3 separate regions of the Mus musculus genome follow, and all the other regions are linked to region 1. A link is a contact called in public HiChIP or PLAC-seq and promoter capture Hi-C data. All regions are on one chromosome and are shown on one strand. Each heading gives the region's core, a stretch centred on a gene start, on an enhancer-like site or on the middle of the called end of the contact. The rest is flanking DNA. Distances are from core to core; before and after follow the strand shown.

Evidence for each region. HiChIP or PLAC-seq counts read pairs in DNA pulled down with a chosen protein or histone mark. Capture Hi-C pulls out chosen DNA fragments and counts their contacts.
Region 2: a contact with region 1 is called in an H3K4me3 HiChIP or PLAC-seq map of neural tube, with 3 times the contacts expected there. The contact joins the promoter of Hoxc10 here to the promoter of Copz1 in region 1. A contact is called at or near these places in 10 of 39 promoter capture datasets (the 3T3-L1 cell line, cranial neural crest, embryonic stem cells and 6 more), 1 of 484 Hi-C or Micro-C datasets (embryonic stem cells), 3 of 115 datasets of contacts at active chromatin or transcription factors (extraembryonic endoderm stem cells, neural tube and stem cell-derived neural progenitor cells) and 3 of 9 other capture datasets (adipose tissue, liver and pancreatic islet).
Region 3: a promoter capture Hi-C map of adipose tissue shows a contact between it and region 1. The contact joins the promoter of Hoxc6 here to the promoter of Copz1 in region 1. A contact is called at or near these places in 9 of 39 promoter capture datasets (the 3T3-L1 cell line, cranial neural crest, embryonic stem cells and 4 more), 1 of 15 datasets of contacts at CTCF or cohesin (the NIH/3T3 cell line), 5 of 115 datasets of contacts at active chromatin or transcription factors (embryonic hindbrain, embryonic stem cells and neural tube) and 3 of 9 other capture datasets (adipose tissue, liver and pancreatic islet).

What each region holds. Positions count from the first base shown.
Region 1 is chr15:103,270,997-103,275,942 of GRCm38.p6, reverse strand. Copz1 (coatomer protein complex, subunit zeta 1) reads right to left here and starts at 3,055. Exons shown (of 9, transcript NM_019817.2): 1 at 3,002-3,055. The coding sequence starts at 3,019.
Region 2 is chr15:102,964,456-102,969,401 of GRCm38.p6, reverse strand. Hoxc10 (homeobox C10) reads right to left here and starts at 2,606. Exons shown (of 2, transcript NM_010462.5): 1 at 1,794-2,606. The coding sequence starts at 2,544.
Region 3 is chr15:103,007,054-103,011,999 of GRCm38.p6, reverse strand. It overlaps Hoxc6 (homeobox C6), which reads right to left and starts at 2,438. Exons shown (of 2, transcript NM_010465.2): 1 at 1,995-2,438; 2 at 119-1,266. The coding sequence starts at 2,394. The coding sequence ends at 959.

The DNA.
Region 1 (4,946 bases), core at 1,806-4,305:
CAAGTGGATTTCTGTGAGTTAGAGGACAGCCAAGACTATGTAAAGAGGGATGGAGAGATGGCTCAGCGGTTAAGAGCACTGACTGCTCTTCCGTAGGTCCTGAGTTTAAATCCCAGCAACCACATGGTGGCTCACAACCATCCATAATGAGATCTGATGCCCTCTTCTGGTGTGTCCAAAGACAGTTACAGTGTACTTATATATAATAATAAATTAATCTTTAGACCAGGGGGAAAAAAAAGACTATGTAAAGAGACCTTGTCTCAAAAGATAAATGTGATAATGATGATGGTGGTGGTGGTGGTGGTGGTGGTGGTGGTGGTGGTGGTGGTGATGGTGGTGGTGATGGTGGGCACAGAAACAAACAACATTAATCCTAGTACTCAGGAGCCAGAGGAGAATCCTTATGCATTTAAACCACCCTGATCTACACAGCAAGATCCAAGCAAGGCAGGACTACATAATGACACCCAGTTTCCAAAAAAAAAAAAAAAATCATTAAATAAAGTTGGAAAGAACATAGGGGAAAAAAAAAGACAACAGTTTAATCGTCAAGAACTTTAAAAATCAGCACAAAAACTAATACCTGTAGGTTTGGTTTGTTTGTTTATTGAGACAGGGTCTCTCTCTACATAGCTTTGACTGTCTGGGAACTTGCTAAGTAGACCAGGCTCACTTCAGACTCTCAGACATCCACCTGCCTGTGCCAACCAAACACTGAGATTAAAGGTGGGAGCCACAATCCATAGCTCCCTGTAGGTATTTTACCATCAACAAAAACTTTATACAACCCATGGCTGAAAGGAAAATTCTGCAAACTGAAGAGGTGCAAGAACCTACAGAAACCTCAGAAACCTGGTGACTCTGGGATAAGACAAATTCAAACCCAGCCCAAGCTACATAATGAGACTGTCTCAAAAAAAAAAAAAAAAAAAAAATTTGTTCTGAGAGAACAAGGAAACAAAACTGGAACGGGGTTTTGGCACTGCCCTTCCTTAGAAAGAGCCTTTTCCTACAGCTCTGCTTCCCTAAACCCAGTACATTAAGGTGCTAGTGACAAAGGCTCAGTATAGTTTTAAAAGTAAAGGTGAGGGATATGCAGGCAAGTTAGCAAGGGTCTGTTACTACATGCAGCTGGTTAGCTCAGCTGCAAGGGGGAACAATGAGGAAGAAGCAGGCTGAGAGATACCACACAGTGCAAGAAAGAGAGAAAATGACACAGAGATTTCCCCATACAACCTCAGCTCTCCTAGTGCTGGGGTCAAACACAGGGCTTTTAAAGATAGCTAGACCATATGCTCTTAGCATTTACACCCAGCCCAACAGAACCAATGGGAAAGGAGTTCCCCAAGTACCATTTTCCTCACTCTTTAAGCTGGTTCCACTAAATTACATTAATTTTGGTTTTATGAGACGAGGTCTTATTTTGTAACCCAGGCTGGCCTCAAACTAGCAACAATATAGCCTCAGCCTGAGTGCTGGGGTTACAGGTGTGAGCAACCACACCTGATTAAGAAGACCAAAAACATCCAAGGAAACTAGTTTCACAGACTCTATCCACATCGTCACAAGATTTTTAAAAACTCATTGACCGGTATAGTAAATACTTGAACTACTCAATACATTAAACATTTTGCTTCAACTTGTCCAACACATATGATGAGAATAAATTCTCTTTGACATTTGCAAGAAGGAAAGTAAGGAGGTTTGAACAGATAGGTCAGTGGTTAAAGTGCTTGTCATACAAATAAGAAAACCAAAGTTCAAATTCCCACATAAATGCCAGGTGAGTATAGATGTCTGCCCTGGCTACGTGGCAAAGTTGATTCCAGTCAGACCTACATGAAACTCTCAGTGAGAAAACTAAAACAAGTTGATGTGGTGGCACATACCTCTAGTCTCCGAATTTGGAGGGTAGAGGTAGGTGGTCCTCTGTGAGTCTGAGGCCAACATGGCTTACATAATGAGTAGCTAGGGCATCAGGAAAGGGAAAGGTAGAGAGGGACCCTGTCTCAAAAAACTTTTTTTCCTTTAAAGAAAGAAAGAAGAAAAAGCTTTTTTTCTTTTACTGACAAGAGTTTGATATGTACACTTACAAGGAATATAAATGAAAACAGGAGCTAAGGAAGACTCTTAGAAACAATCCTGGAGTCCAACTAAAGGAAAGAAGCTGGGAGTTAAATTCCTACACTAACACACAGACACAGGTAGGCAGACTCATGGGTCTCTAAACTGCTGGCCAGTGTCTTGAAAGAAATGCTCTGATCCTGTTCTAGGGGGCAGAACAAGCAGAAAGGATCAAGGGACAAGAGAGTTAAATGCACTTCTATAATCACAATTCTCATGTAAGCAAGAAGGCTGAAATGGATCTTACAGTATGAGTTCCTAAAGTCTGAAGGAGGGGAGAGTAGGAGAGAAGAATAAGGAGTCAGAAAAAGATATTCCAAAATCTATACTAGCTCTACCAAGTATTCCTGAACCTGGATGGAATGCTGACTCTCAATCATGACAGAATTACATACTAAGGATTAACAGGAAAATAAAAACAAGTTTTGTAAAGGAACAGGACATGGAATTGCCAAAAGGTAGTCGAATTCTGACCACCACCAGGAGGATCTGGGACTGACAAAACACCTCTCTTCTGCCATTGCAACTTGGGGGACTAGAATATGAGGGTTTGGGGAAACTCAAGTAGGTATGATCCACAACAAAAACCATCGGGGAGAACTTGAAAGACACCCCTCCAGCGCAATCAGAATTCTCCTAAGGACCCTGCATGTTCTCTTCAACTTTGCCACCGACTCCTGCTCTCTTGCCGGCAAGGCTTCCTACTCTATACCGCGGCTCTAGCTCCCATTGTAGGCCACACTTGCATTGCACAGATAGCGGGAGCTTTGGCCCCCGAGGCCTGCCCGGAACCCTCTCCCGGCCCCAGCTGATGAGCCCCACCTCCCGGACCCCCTGGACACCACAACGGAGCCACTGGCCCTCCAGCTCCTACCAAAATCAGCGCCTCCATCTTGCCCGTAGCTGCTGCCGACGTGGAGTCGCACAAGCGACGTCACCGCTGATTGGCCCTGAGTCTTCGCTAGGTCCCGCCTCAAAGAGGCAACATTGGGTGAAGATGAGCCAGCCTTCGCGTCTTGACCAGTCAGCGTAGTCACTCGCTTCACGGAAGCCAACTGTCCAGCCAGAAGAGGCAGCTGTTAGATTGTCACCCGGAATTTTCAATGAAAGGCCAAAACCTCAGCACTGAAGGGGCGGGAGGATCATTGAGGGCGGTGTTGTTTCCATGGGGAACGGAGGAAGCGATTGTTACTTTGCTATTGGTAGGAGGAAGCCACGTGATTCTGTCAGCCTCCAATTCGCACTCGCTATAGGGGGTGCTATGTGTAGCCCTTAACATTAGCCTTGCTGAGAAGCCCTACCCGAATACAGATTCCCATCGCCACCATTAGGATATCCACAGCTGTAGTGTCCTTGGGTCATTTCAACAACCTCGGAAAGTTCACCAAGTTAGCTATAGGCAGCCAAGCGTTAACTACACAAACCAAGGTCTCGAGAAGTATATCCCAGGATATACACGTGTGGCATGCACACATACCCAATAAATATATATTTTTTTAAGATTTATTTATTTCATTTATATGAGTACACCGTAGCTGTCTTCAGACACACCAGAAGAGGGCATCAGATCTCATTACAGCTGGTTGTGAGACACCATGTGGTTGCTGGGAATTGAACCCAGGACCTCTGGAAGAGAAAGCACCCAATGTTCTTAACCACTGAGCAATCTCTCCAGACCACCCCCCTCAATATTTTTAATGTAATTTACTTAAAAAAAAAAAAAAAACTGTGGGGACTGGAGATATGGCTCGGTAGTTAAGAGCTCATATTCGATGGGCAGTGGTGGCACATGTTTTTAATCCCAGCACTTGGGAGGCAGAGACAGGCGGATTTCTGAGTTTGAGGCCAGCCTGGTCTACAAAGTGAGTTCCAGGACAGCCAGGGCTATTTAGAGAAGCCCTGTCTCGAAAACAAAAACAAAAAAAAAGAGCTCATACTCTTCGTGTGGAAGACCTGAGTTCAGTTGCCAGCTCCTATGCCCCGTTGCTCAGCTTCAGAGAATCTGCTGCCCACTGCCCACTTTCTGTCTGGGAGTTGAGTACAGGAGACCTGCACTTTGATGGACAACGTTTTCCCACTTTGGTTCAATTTGAAATAGGATATCAAGGCATTGGAGATTAGAGCGAATGGAAAGAAAGCTATCAGCTTCTGACCCCCAGAACAATAAGAGTTACAAGGCCAGAGATCATTAGCCTTTGACCTCCATCTTATGCTGTGTCCCACCTCAGTACCTGACCCTACCAGGGCTGGCCCCCCTACACCTCTCCGTGATCTCTGCATCAGTTCCTACCTCCAGGTTCCTGCCCTGCCTGAGTTCCTGTAGTTCCTGTCCTAACTTCCTTCAATGATGAACAGCCATAGGGAAGTGTAAGCCAAATAAACTCTTTTCTCCCTAACTTACTTTTTTGGCCATAGTGCTTCATCACAGCAATAGAAACCCTAAAGTCAGTATATCTGTGCACCCTTTACATACCTGGTACCTGTGGAGGCCAGAAAATGATATCAGATCCCATTGAACTGGAGTTGCAATGGGATTGTGAGCTGCTATTTGGGTTCTGGGAATCAAACCCGGGTACTCTGGAAGAGCAGCCATAGTTGTTAAAGGATGAATCCTCTCTCCTGTCCCAGTGGCGGGCATTGTTCTTGCTTTGGCAGATTAATGATAATAATAACATTTTTCTGCCCATTTATTATGTGCTAAGCATAATGCTCAACCATTCAATTATTTATTGTTTAATATAACTGGTGGGGTTGTTTGTTATAGTTGAATTTTTGTTTTTAATATTTTTATTATTTCAGAGTTCCATGCAATGTACTTT
Region 2 (4,946 bases), core at 1,357-3,856, 310 kb after region 1:
TAACCAGGAAAGAAGGGGGAGTCTATGAAAGTGGGTATAGTTTGTGTTTAGAAGGTAGGCTTGTTAACCTTGACTTTGCTTTTTGGTATGGCTAGGACAAAGTTTTTTCTACCCTCCACCCCAGTCCAGCTTAGGGTTTATGGTGAGGGAATAAAATTAAACCTTTGCATGACATATGAGCCATTAGGATATGTGTTAGTTACATTGGTGCCTTACTCCTTACTCATCTCCACAAGCACAGCCACGGCCATCTTCTGGTCAAAGTCTCTAGGGACTGGCTACCAAGGCTATTTTTGCAGAGTAGACCCAAGAGGGCAAGGCTCTGCCCTCTGCGCGCCAAAAGAGTGCATATGCTTGTGTGAGTGTGTGTAGAGGAACACAATATGTGTGTGTGGTGTGTGTGTGTGACACAGGTTGCCATTAGGCATGAGTGTGCAGTTGCATCCATATATAAACCTTATACAAAGCACCACACACAAGCTTCAGGCCACCCCAGTCTGATTCGCTCTCAATAGTTCACCTACTTCTATACCAATGACCCGGCCTCCATCAGCATCACCAGGAGCCAGTTTCTTGGGGAGCGGGTTTATTTCTACCCACTAGGCCTTTTTTGGTGCATTTTGTTCCAACTTTTCAGGGAAAGTCGTTCCCTTTTGCAACACAATCCTGCTCCTGTTTCAAACTCCGGTTCCCTGCCCCCAGTACAGCAAAGGGTCCTGAAAACCCTCAGTTACAGAAGAAATGAATCTTGAACCCTGAGCTTGAACTCTGGCTGAGCATTGAACCAAAAATCACAAAGAAATCCAACCAATGCCTCACTCCTTCTCAGGAGTAAACCGCTTGCCACGCACACAGAAAATTTCAAACCACTCATTTATAAACTGCTTTTGAAAACCACTGGGGGCAAAAACATAACCAGAAAAAAATATAGAAAAGGAAAAAAAAGAGGCCAGAGGTGGTGGGAGAAGAAGAAAGAAGGAGAAGAAGAAGAAGAAGAAGAAGAAGAAGAAGAAGAAGAAGAAGAAGAAGAAGAAGAAGAAGAAGAAGAAGAAGAAGAAGAAGAAGAAGAAGAAGAAGAAATGAGAAGGAAAAGGAGCAGAAAAGCAGGGAAAAAATTTTCCAACGCCCTAATTCAAAGCCATCCTTAAGCCAAGCATCTGGCGGAGGGAGGGATGTGGCGGGCAGCCCTTCACCTCCACCTCTTCCGGCCTCAGCCTCGCTGCCCAAGGCTCCTGCCGAGACAGAAATTGCAGGGGCACAAACTGCACGCACAAATCCGACCCACAAACAACAAATTGTGTTTCTAGTAAACATTTTTCCAACTAGGAATATGCACTGAAGAGACATTATTCATCTCTAAGCCTTCTCTGGTCCCTGGCCTAAGGATCGCCATTTTAAGCTTTTTGTGAGCTTTGACCTGAGCTGGGGACATTAGCCCCCCAGGACATCCTCACTGAAAAAGCAAACCAAAGCCATCACGCGCCTAGGAATGGCCACCGATCCGGTGCAGCACAGGGTGCCCGTAGGCTTCCTGTAGTGCGCCCCTCCTCCGCCTATGCAACCAAGGGCCGGGCTGGCCTGGCACTTCCATGTCTCGGTTTACCTTCCACTGCTAAATGACACGCTACCAGCCTGGAGCTCAGCAAACAGGAGCCTCAAGCCCGGGTCAATTCAGAACCTTTGAGTTCCTTAGGCCTCTGCTCAATTCTCCCTTATCTTCCTGCCCCAAATCCTGACCACGAAGACTCGCACCCCCAACGTTCCAGCCCGCCCCGCGGCCCAGACGGCCTTACCTTTAGCTTCGTTATCCGAGGTGTCTGGACTGGAGTCTGCGGTCTTGGCCCGTTCCTTCTCGCTCTCCGAGGGGCTGGCTTTTGGGCCCGCCAGGCTTTGCTCTGTCTTGATCTCATTGGGACTGGGGGTCTGGCTGTCGGACTTGGGGGTCTCAGGAAAACTCACTTTGCCCCCAAGCTGAGGCGATTCCAGATGTTCGGTGCGCGGGTTGAGACTGGCCCGCTGCTCAAAGGGGGCTTCGAACTCGTTGGCCCCAGCACAGTGGGGCGTTTTGTCCAGCGCGGAGTAGCTCGGGCTGGCTCGGTAGTAGCTGGGTACAGGTACCTCGTGCTCCCCAAGGCAAGACTCCGGCAGGGGGTGGGAGTAGAGAGCTGCCTCAGGGCCACTTTTCGCCCGCTTCTCTGCACTGTACATGCAGCAGACATTCTCCTCCTTGACACTAGGTGGGTAGGAACAGGAGGACAGAGGCCTGCCAACAGGTTGTTCCAGGCGGTAGGCGGCTTTGGGGTCGCCCCAGGAGTCCAGCTGCGAGAGGTAGGACGGGTAGGTGTTGAGGGCTAGGTTTGGGCTGCCTCCCTCGTCCCTCTTGGAGAGAGAGGGCGCGAGCCCGCAGCCCCTCATCACCCCGCAGTTGAAGTCACTCCCAGATTGCATATACATTCCTGCGTTACGGTTATAGCGCTCTCCTCCTCCCGGCGCAGCCAAGGGCTCCGCGTACGAGTTCGGAGTTACATTGCGAGGGCATGTCATTTTCAGAGAGAGGGGTTTTTAAGGAGCAATACTACAGCGGAGGAGCTGACATCTTTTTTCCCCCATCCGGGAAGGGGGGGGGAGCGGTTGGAGGGGCGGGAGGAAAAAGAAGGGGAGGGGGGAAATATCAGCTCCATAATTATCCGCGCATTCGGTCCTCACCATGTGACGGCTAGACCAATGGGATTTGAAAATGGCCTTGATGATTCAGACGGTCGTGACGTCAGCGGGGTCAAGTTGTCGGCAGGCGGAGCGCTCAGCGTGGAGTAACAGCGCCACCTAGCAGCTGCCTCGGGGTAGGGGCACCGGAGCCCTTCCTGGCGAACAAAGGAAGCGCCCCCCGGGCTGCAAGGGCGGTGGGGTAGTGGTGGGGTAGGTGGAGGGACATGGGACTGTTCTGTGAAGAGTGGGACTTGTTTACTAGAGAATCAGCCTGTAGCTCCTGAGGAGAGGGGGGTGGAGAGGGGGGAAATGCGGGACAGAGTAAGGCAACCGGGGCTCAAAACAGTCAAATTCAAAGTAAAAGGTCAAGACAAGATTCAGGTACTCTTTTCCCTCTCTTCACCTTACACTTTCTTCACCCCTGTTCTCCTGTTTCTTCTCTTGGGTTGGTAGCCGGGTAGTGTTTTGGGGGAGATGGGAAGAATCTCCAGTGGGCTTAGGGTAGAAGAGAAAGTTCAAGAATCAAAAGCAAGCTGAAGTTTCTGTTCTCCTGCCTCCTGGTCCGGCTTGGCCCTTGGGTCTGAGCTCTCCCTACCGTAGGTCTTGGAGGTTAGTTGAGTTGCAAGTTCCTTTTTCGGTACTAACTGGGAGTCTCCAGTGTCTGGAGTGGGCCCGGGCCCGGGTCACAACCACTCAAGGGATTCTGGGCAAAGGAGGATCTTAGTGGGCCTAAGGATCAGTGCAGGAGGGAGTTGGAGATTAAAGGTATCTTTCTCCAACCCTGGAGTTGCGGTCTGGGCCTTACTGGATAAGCCTCTCTCTCGGCTTTGCCCTTAGAGCCTTAGAGAGGGTTCCATAGGCTGCTTTGCTCCATGGCCCGGCGGCCCTCTTTTCCTGTTTGACCTTGTCCCTACTTTTTAAAAAAAGGAATATTTCCGGAGAGAAAGCTCGAACCTCCAGGCCTTGCTTGGGTTGGAGGCATGTGTATCCACATGGGAAAGGCTCAGAAGAAACAATTAAACTCCATCCGAGAAGGGTCCTTTTTAAGCGATTGGGCTGGGAGTATTTTTTTAAAGAAGAGGAGCGGTCTATTTTTTTGCGTGCTTGCTAAAGGGGAATCGTACGGGAGGCCGGGAGGTTAGGAGGGATGTGTGTTTGAAATAGTTCTCCATCACTTTTCTTCCAAAGCGAACTAAACTCTCCACCCCTTCCTCAGGAAACGGAATCCGGAGAATAACTTGTCTTTCCGGTAGCTCCGCATTTTTCCCTGGGCAGAGGCTGTGGGCTTTCCATTTTCCCCCGAAAGACCAGAGCCTGGCTGGGAAAGGACTCCAGGGCCGAGCTCCCTGGAGTGGATGAGTGAAGAAGCTGAACCGATTCCTGGAGGCCCTAGCCAGCTAGGATGGAAGATAACTAAGGAAAGAATTGCCCTGATTTCCCCCAACCAGGGGCGGAGAAGAAGACCCAGGGGTGCCTTAATTCCGGGGGTGGGGAATCTGTGGAGTGTGTGGCCAGCAGGGGAGATTTGAAATAGTTTTGTGTTTTCATTTGCAGAGGTCGCCCTGGCTTCAGCCTGGGTGTTATTCAGGGCAAGGTTAGGCTGTTTAGGCCCCAGACCAGACTTGGGACAGTCCGCAGCAGCAGTCAGTCTAGGGAGCCATTTGTCCCCCTGCCCATCCCGCGGGAAACAGCCGAGACTTTATGACCACTCTGTTTGTATTATCTGCATAAGTCTTTCCCCACGAGTTTGATCGAAACCGTTCCCTTTTACGAGGACCCAAAGAAAATTTCCCGTCATATTTATCAGCTGAGGATAAAAATTTAGTATGGGAACTGATATTTCCTCATTTATGGGACAATGAAATTAAAGACCAAAGCAATTGAGAATTATATGGCTTTGGGGGGCTCCCTCCCCCTCTTTCACATCTCTTTTTATTTTCCTCCATGGTGTGCCTGTCCCTGGAGTCTGTCTTCCCAAAATCCTGCCCATGTCCTCGGTTTGGATCCTGGTCATGAGGGTCCTTTCTATAACAGCCAGGTGCTGTATTACCTCGGTACTTTCCAGCTTTAATCTCAACGATAGAAGTCTTAGAAGCCGGGGAAAGAACATTGTCTCCATCTAGGCTGTGCTGTTAAGGCCAAGTAGAAATCATTGCGGGAAGAGATTTACAGGGGGCAGTGGGATTTGAACCCAGACAGAAAGAAGGTGTTGAGAGTCAGAAAATTCTAGAAAAGTCCTC
Region 3 (4,946 bases), core at 1,189-3,688, 260 kb after region 1:
GCGCCTGGCTGCAGGGCAGGCGAGTGCGGAGGGCTGGGGGCTTTGCAAGCTGCAGGCCGCGCGAGAGCTCTGCTGGCAAGCCAGCGGGCGGGAGAAAGAGCAGACAGGCGGATTATAAACTTTTAAAAATAATATCAGTTTTATTAAATATTCGAGAACGGATCCAGAGGTCGGATTTATACAGGAGGATAACACGTAGGGGGTTATTTCTTTATTTATTTTCTCCTACTGGCTAAACAAACGTCATTCACTTTTTTTCTCTTTTTGTTATTTTCCCTCTTTTTTTTTTAAATCCTTTTTTAAATGAGATAGGAACACTGACGGTGCTAAACATAAATATAAATACAGAGACCACAAATACAGCTAGAAATATTCACACAGAAACGGTCACAGTTCGAAATATGCCATAATGACCCCCAGGAATCTTTAAATACAATTTGCCTGGACTGGGCATTTGCTGGGGCAGAGGGACCGGGCAGGGACTGGGGAGAGGCCCTGGGGGTTGTTGCAGGGCCAAGGCGCGCCCTCCTGAGGCCTCCTGCCCTCCGGCTGTCAGGCCGGGCCCTGAGGCCCCCGAGTGGAGGCCCCAGGCCCTGGAGCCAGCTCTCTGCGCCGGAGGGCGGGGGTGAAGGGCGTCGGGGGTGGGGAGGGAGCCTAGGGCTCACTTGGAGAGACATCTGAGGAGTCTGAAGCGAGGTTCAGGTCTCCTAGGCCTAGGCGAGGGAAGGGGCCTGCAGACAAGCCAGGAAGAAGCTAGCGAGGGAGCTAGAGGAAGAGACGAGTGAAGAGTTGTGCAGTGAGGGAGGGGGTCCAAAGCTGACTTTTAGGTCCACGTCTGACTCCCTGTTTTGTTTTAGGAAGTCACAACACATCATTGTGCCAGAGATAAATACAGAGTGTGTGATTCGGGGAGCTGGGATGAGCAAGGGAGAAGAGAGGGGTGCAAGGACAGTCCTGGTCACTCTTTCTGCTTCTCTTCTTCTGTCTCTTCTCGCTTTTCCTCTTTTCCTCCCAGGCTGTCGGCGGTTGCCCCTCCGCCACCCCCTGAGAGTGTGGACGTGAGATTAGATTCTTTTTTCCACTTCATGCGGCGGTTCTGGAACCAGATTTTGATCTGTCGCTCGGTCAGGCACAGAGCATTGGCGATCTCGATGCGCCGGCGCCGAGTTAGGTAGCGGTTGAAGTGAAATTCCTTCTCCAGTTCCAGGGTCTGGTACCGAGAGTAGATCTGGCGGCCGCGCCTCCGGTCCGCTCCGTAACCGACCCCTAGAGATCCAGGCACAAAACACACTAAAAACAATCAGCAAGGCGTCCTCTGCAGACATTTTCGTCTAGCAAAGTCCAGACCCTCTCAACTTGGCCCACAGCTCGCAGCCCCTTCGGGCTTTAGCTTTCTCCCTTTTGCCCTGCCCCACCCCCACTGGGGGGACAGCCAGAACCCCAACTTCATTCAGTTCTCCCACGAGGTGGGAGAAGTGTGTCCCAAAGAAAGCTGGGGGGCGGGGCAAAAACAGGCAGAAAGCTGGCTGTCTAAAAGCTGATTTTTAAAAAAAAAGTACCAACTACTGGGGATAAGGACCCCATCTCTCAAGGATTGGGCTCCCCCACCTTCCCCAACACTCTAGATCCCTGGAAAGTTCTCCCCACTTCTTTGCCCTTTCCTAACTCCCTTCCTTTTCTCCGGCCTAACTAGACTTTGGGGGGCTCCTCCACCTTCTGTCCCCTCCCCTCATTCCCTGCCCTGTTTCTACCCCCTCAGCTCCTCTTGGAGCCCTCCAATCCGTCAGGGACCGAGGGGGCCAGGCCCTTGCGAGCCAGCGCGGAAGGCGAGCAGAGGGGGCTGAAGAGGGGGCCCTGTCTCGGTGTCGGCGAGGAGACGAGCGTGATTGTTTTTATGGGGCCATAAAAAACTCTCTCCGCCCGTTCTTCTAGGGAAGCCGGTCATAAAGCCAGTTCAGTTTATTTAATTTATATCTCGGAGCTGTAAAACTCACCACTGTGCGAATTCATTCGCTGCATCCAGGGGTAAATCTGGATACTGGCTTTCTGGTCCTGGGGCGCAGTCCTGCCCTGCTCAGAACTAAAATCCTGAGCGATTGAGGTCTGTGTGTTATGTCCTAAGGTGTTTTGTCTGCAGTTTGAGAGCATGTCTTTCTCCTGGTAAAAGGAATTAGATCCATAGTCATACGGCCCCCGGCTGGAACTGAACACGACATTCTCCTGTGGCGAATAAAAGGGAGTCGAGTAGATCCGGTTCTGAGCTACGGCTGCTCCATAGGTCGAGAAATGCCTCACTGGATCATAGGCGGTGGAATTGAGGGCGACGTTGGGGAGGACGTCCTGGCCCCCGGCGAGGTGGCAGGATAAGGAAGGGTTAGTGAAGTAGGAATTCATCCCTTTGCCTTTACCTGGTCGGGCTATGATTTCTTTAATATTTATTTCTGTCTCCAGTTTGTACTCGGAACTAGATGGTTATAGGGACGGCTCCAATCCAGGACAGACAAAATGACAAAGTCAGCTGACCCCCTTCCAGCCAATCGCAAGCCAGATGTCAAGAAAGGGGAAAAAAATCGCTTCTGCTTCTGTTGATTCCCTAGTTGAGACTAAGTATGTGCTTTGAAAGTAAGACTTAGATTTCTTTTAAGAATATATGTATGTGGTGTGTATATATACACACCACACACATATATATGAACTGGTTGGGGGTGGGGTGAAGGTCTATGAGCAGGGCCTTGTTCCCAGCGGAAGGAAAGGTCTAGTCCCAGGAAATCTCCCCACCCCAGCTAACTTTGCTGTGCTGTGGCAGAGTGATCCTTGTTTTCAGACCCATTTCATCTATTGTATCTAAAATTAAATTCTGGGTGCTTCATTTGAGGAGATCCTTCCCAGTAGAAAGAGGGTCCCAGAAATTCTAGAAGATATTCTGGGCTTGACACTCATAAAGCGAGTCCCCATCACTAGACAGCATATTTTTTTCCAATATTTTTTTTAAATCAAAAGGAAAAGGAAATTTCCTGAAACATGGTGCACAGAGGAAGGCAGTGTGGGAGACAAACAGATCTACAGGGGGTGGATGAGACTGCAGAGCACAGTGAGGATCCTGAAGTGTGTGCATCTTTTCTCTTTTGCCTCCTAACCTTGTGCTCCTCCCCAGGACCTACCTTTTGGGGAAACTTTTATAATATTTTTACTTCAAAGAAAGCATTATAATAATACACACACAGAGAGAGAGAGAGGGGAGAGAGAGAGAGAGAGAGAGAGAGAGAGAGAGAGAGAGAGAGAGAGAGAGACTGAGATTCTTTTTAAAGAAATCAACTCCTGTTTGTGTTGGTGAGAATTTATGATTTGGAACCAGCTCAGGCCAGGCCAGTGGTATAATTCACATAGGATGCATCCCGAAAGAGGAAATTTGGTGGTACTCCAATGAATAGATACCTCCCAACACACTCAAGCTCCAGTTCAGATCAGAAGACCCTGTCTGCTCTGGATTCACTGCCCTGCCAAAGGAGGTGCCCCTGGACCTGAGTTGTAAGGCTGGAAGACCCCAGGAAAGGTATTCCTGAGGATCACTTGGTCTCTTGCCTCAGCCAGTCACCACTGGAGTCTCCATTACCTCCATTTTCTCCCCCACCTTGAGGCTGAGAAAAGGGAGGAGGGAATTAGGAAATAGCAGTTTTGTAGATGCTTCAGCGACAGAGAGAGCTGCAGTGAGTGAACAGCAGAAGGTGTGCAGCTGGGGTTTCCCTCTGATTAATCCAAGCAGAATTTGATATCGACATAGACTGGAAATGCTTGGAGCTGACAAAGAGAAGATGGTGAGGTACATGCAGGAAGCAGTGAAAGCTCATATTTTCCCCTCACTAATTTTTTTTTTGAGACTGACTATAACAAGAACCCGGATGTTGCCGCGTTTTATGATCTTTCCCTTCTGTGTAACAAAGCGGAGTAATCAATGGGTAGCAATAAAGCCATAAACGGGACTATGCTGGGGAAAAAAAAACTCGTTTATTCATCTTCTGTAACGCTAAGGTTTCCCTGGAGTGTCACTAGGGGGTGGGGTGGGGGATAAAGTTTCGAACCCAAAAGCAGACAGTGTGTAAGAGCTAGTGCAGACAAAATGTTAGTTAATACATGGACCTCTTTAGGGGGTTGAGGAGTCTTCCTGCCAGACAAGTTGTGTTGGCTTTTAAAAACCCAGTCCCTGCCTTTGAAAAGGAGGAAAACTGATTGGAATTTAGAGGAGTAGAAGAAAGACCCCTGTTATTATTGAAGCTACAAGTACCCTTTGACTACACTATTTTCTTTCCAAGATGAAGAGGGCAGAGGAGAAGGTTTCTAATAAGAGAGAGATTTTTAAAAGTTAATCTCATCTGGGGGGTTAACATAGCAGTTATCCCTAAACACAACAGTAGTGTATTGCTTTTTGCTTTCCAATCCAACTGTGCTCAAATTCATGGCATGCCTGGGCAGAGGTTTCCAACAGCTGGCTGGGGCTCCAGTCCCCCTACAGGGCAAGAGGTAGGAGGAGAAAAAACTGAGGGGGGTTATCCTGGGCTGAGCTAGGGAACAAGCCAGTGCCCCCCTGGACACCAGTAACCTCTTTCAAAGTTCCCAGCCTCCTGTCTGCCCTGAGGGTAACAGTGTAACAACGTGTAGAAGCCATGGCAAGAAAGAGTAAATTCCCCTTCCTATTTCAGAGCTGGGATTGCTAGATAAATCATGTCAGCGGTACTTCCTTCAAGATATTAAATTGTTGCAATGTAAAACAAATTGAATGATGGAAGATAGGATGTCTTAATGAAGTTTTGCCTTCCATGGGTGTGGATTCTTTTGTATACTTAAAAAAAATTTTTTTTATGGATGTGTGGGGGAGGGAGGGATGAAGGGGTTTTGGGGGGAGTCATGTGCTACAGTCCCTTAGCAAGGATGCCTGAGTTTCCTGGAGT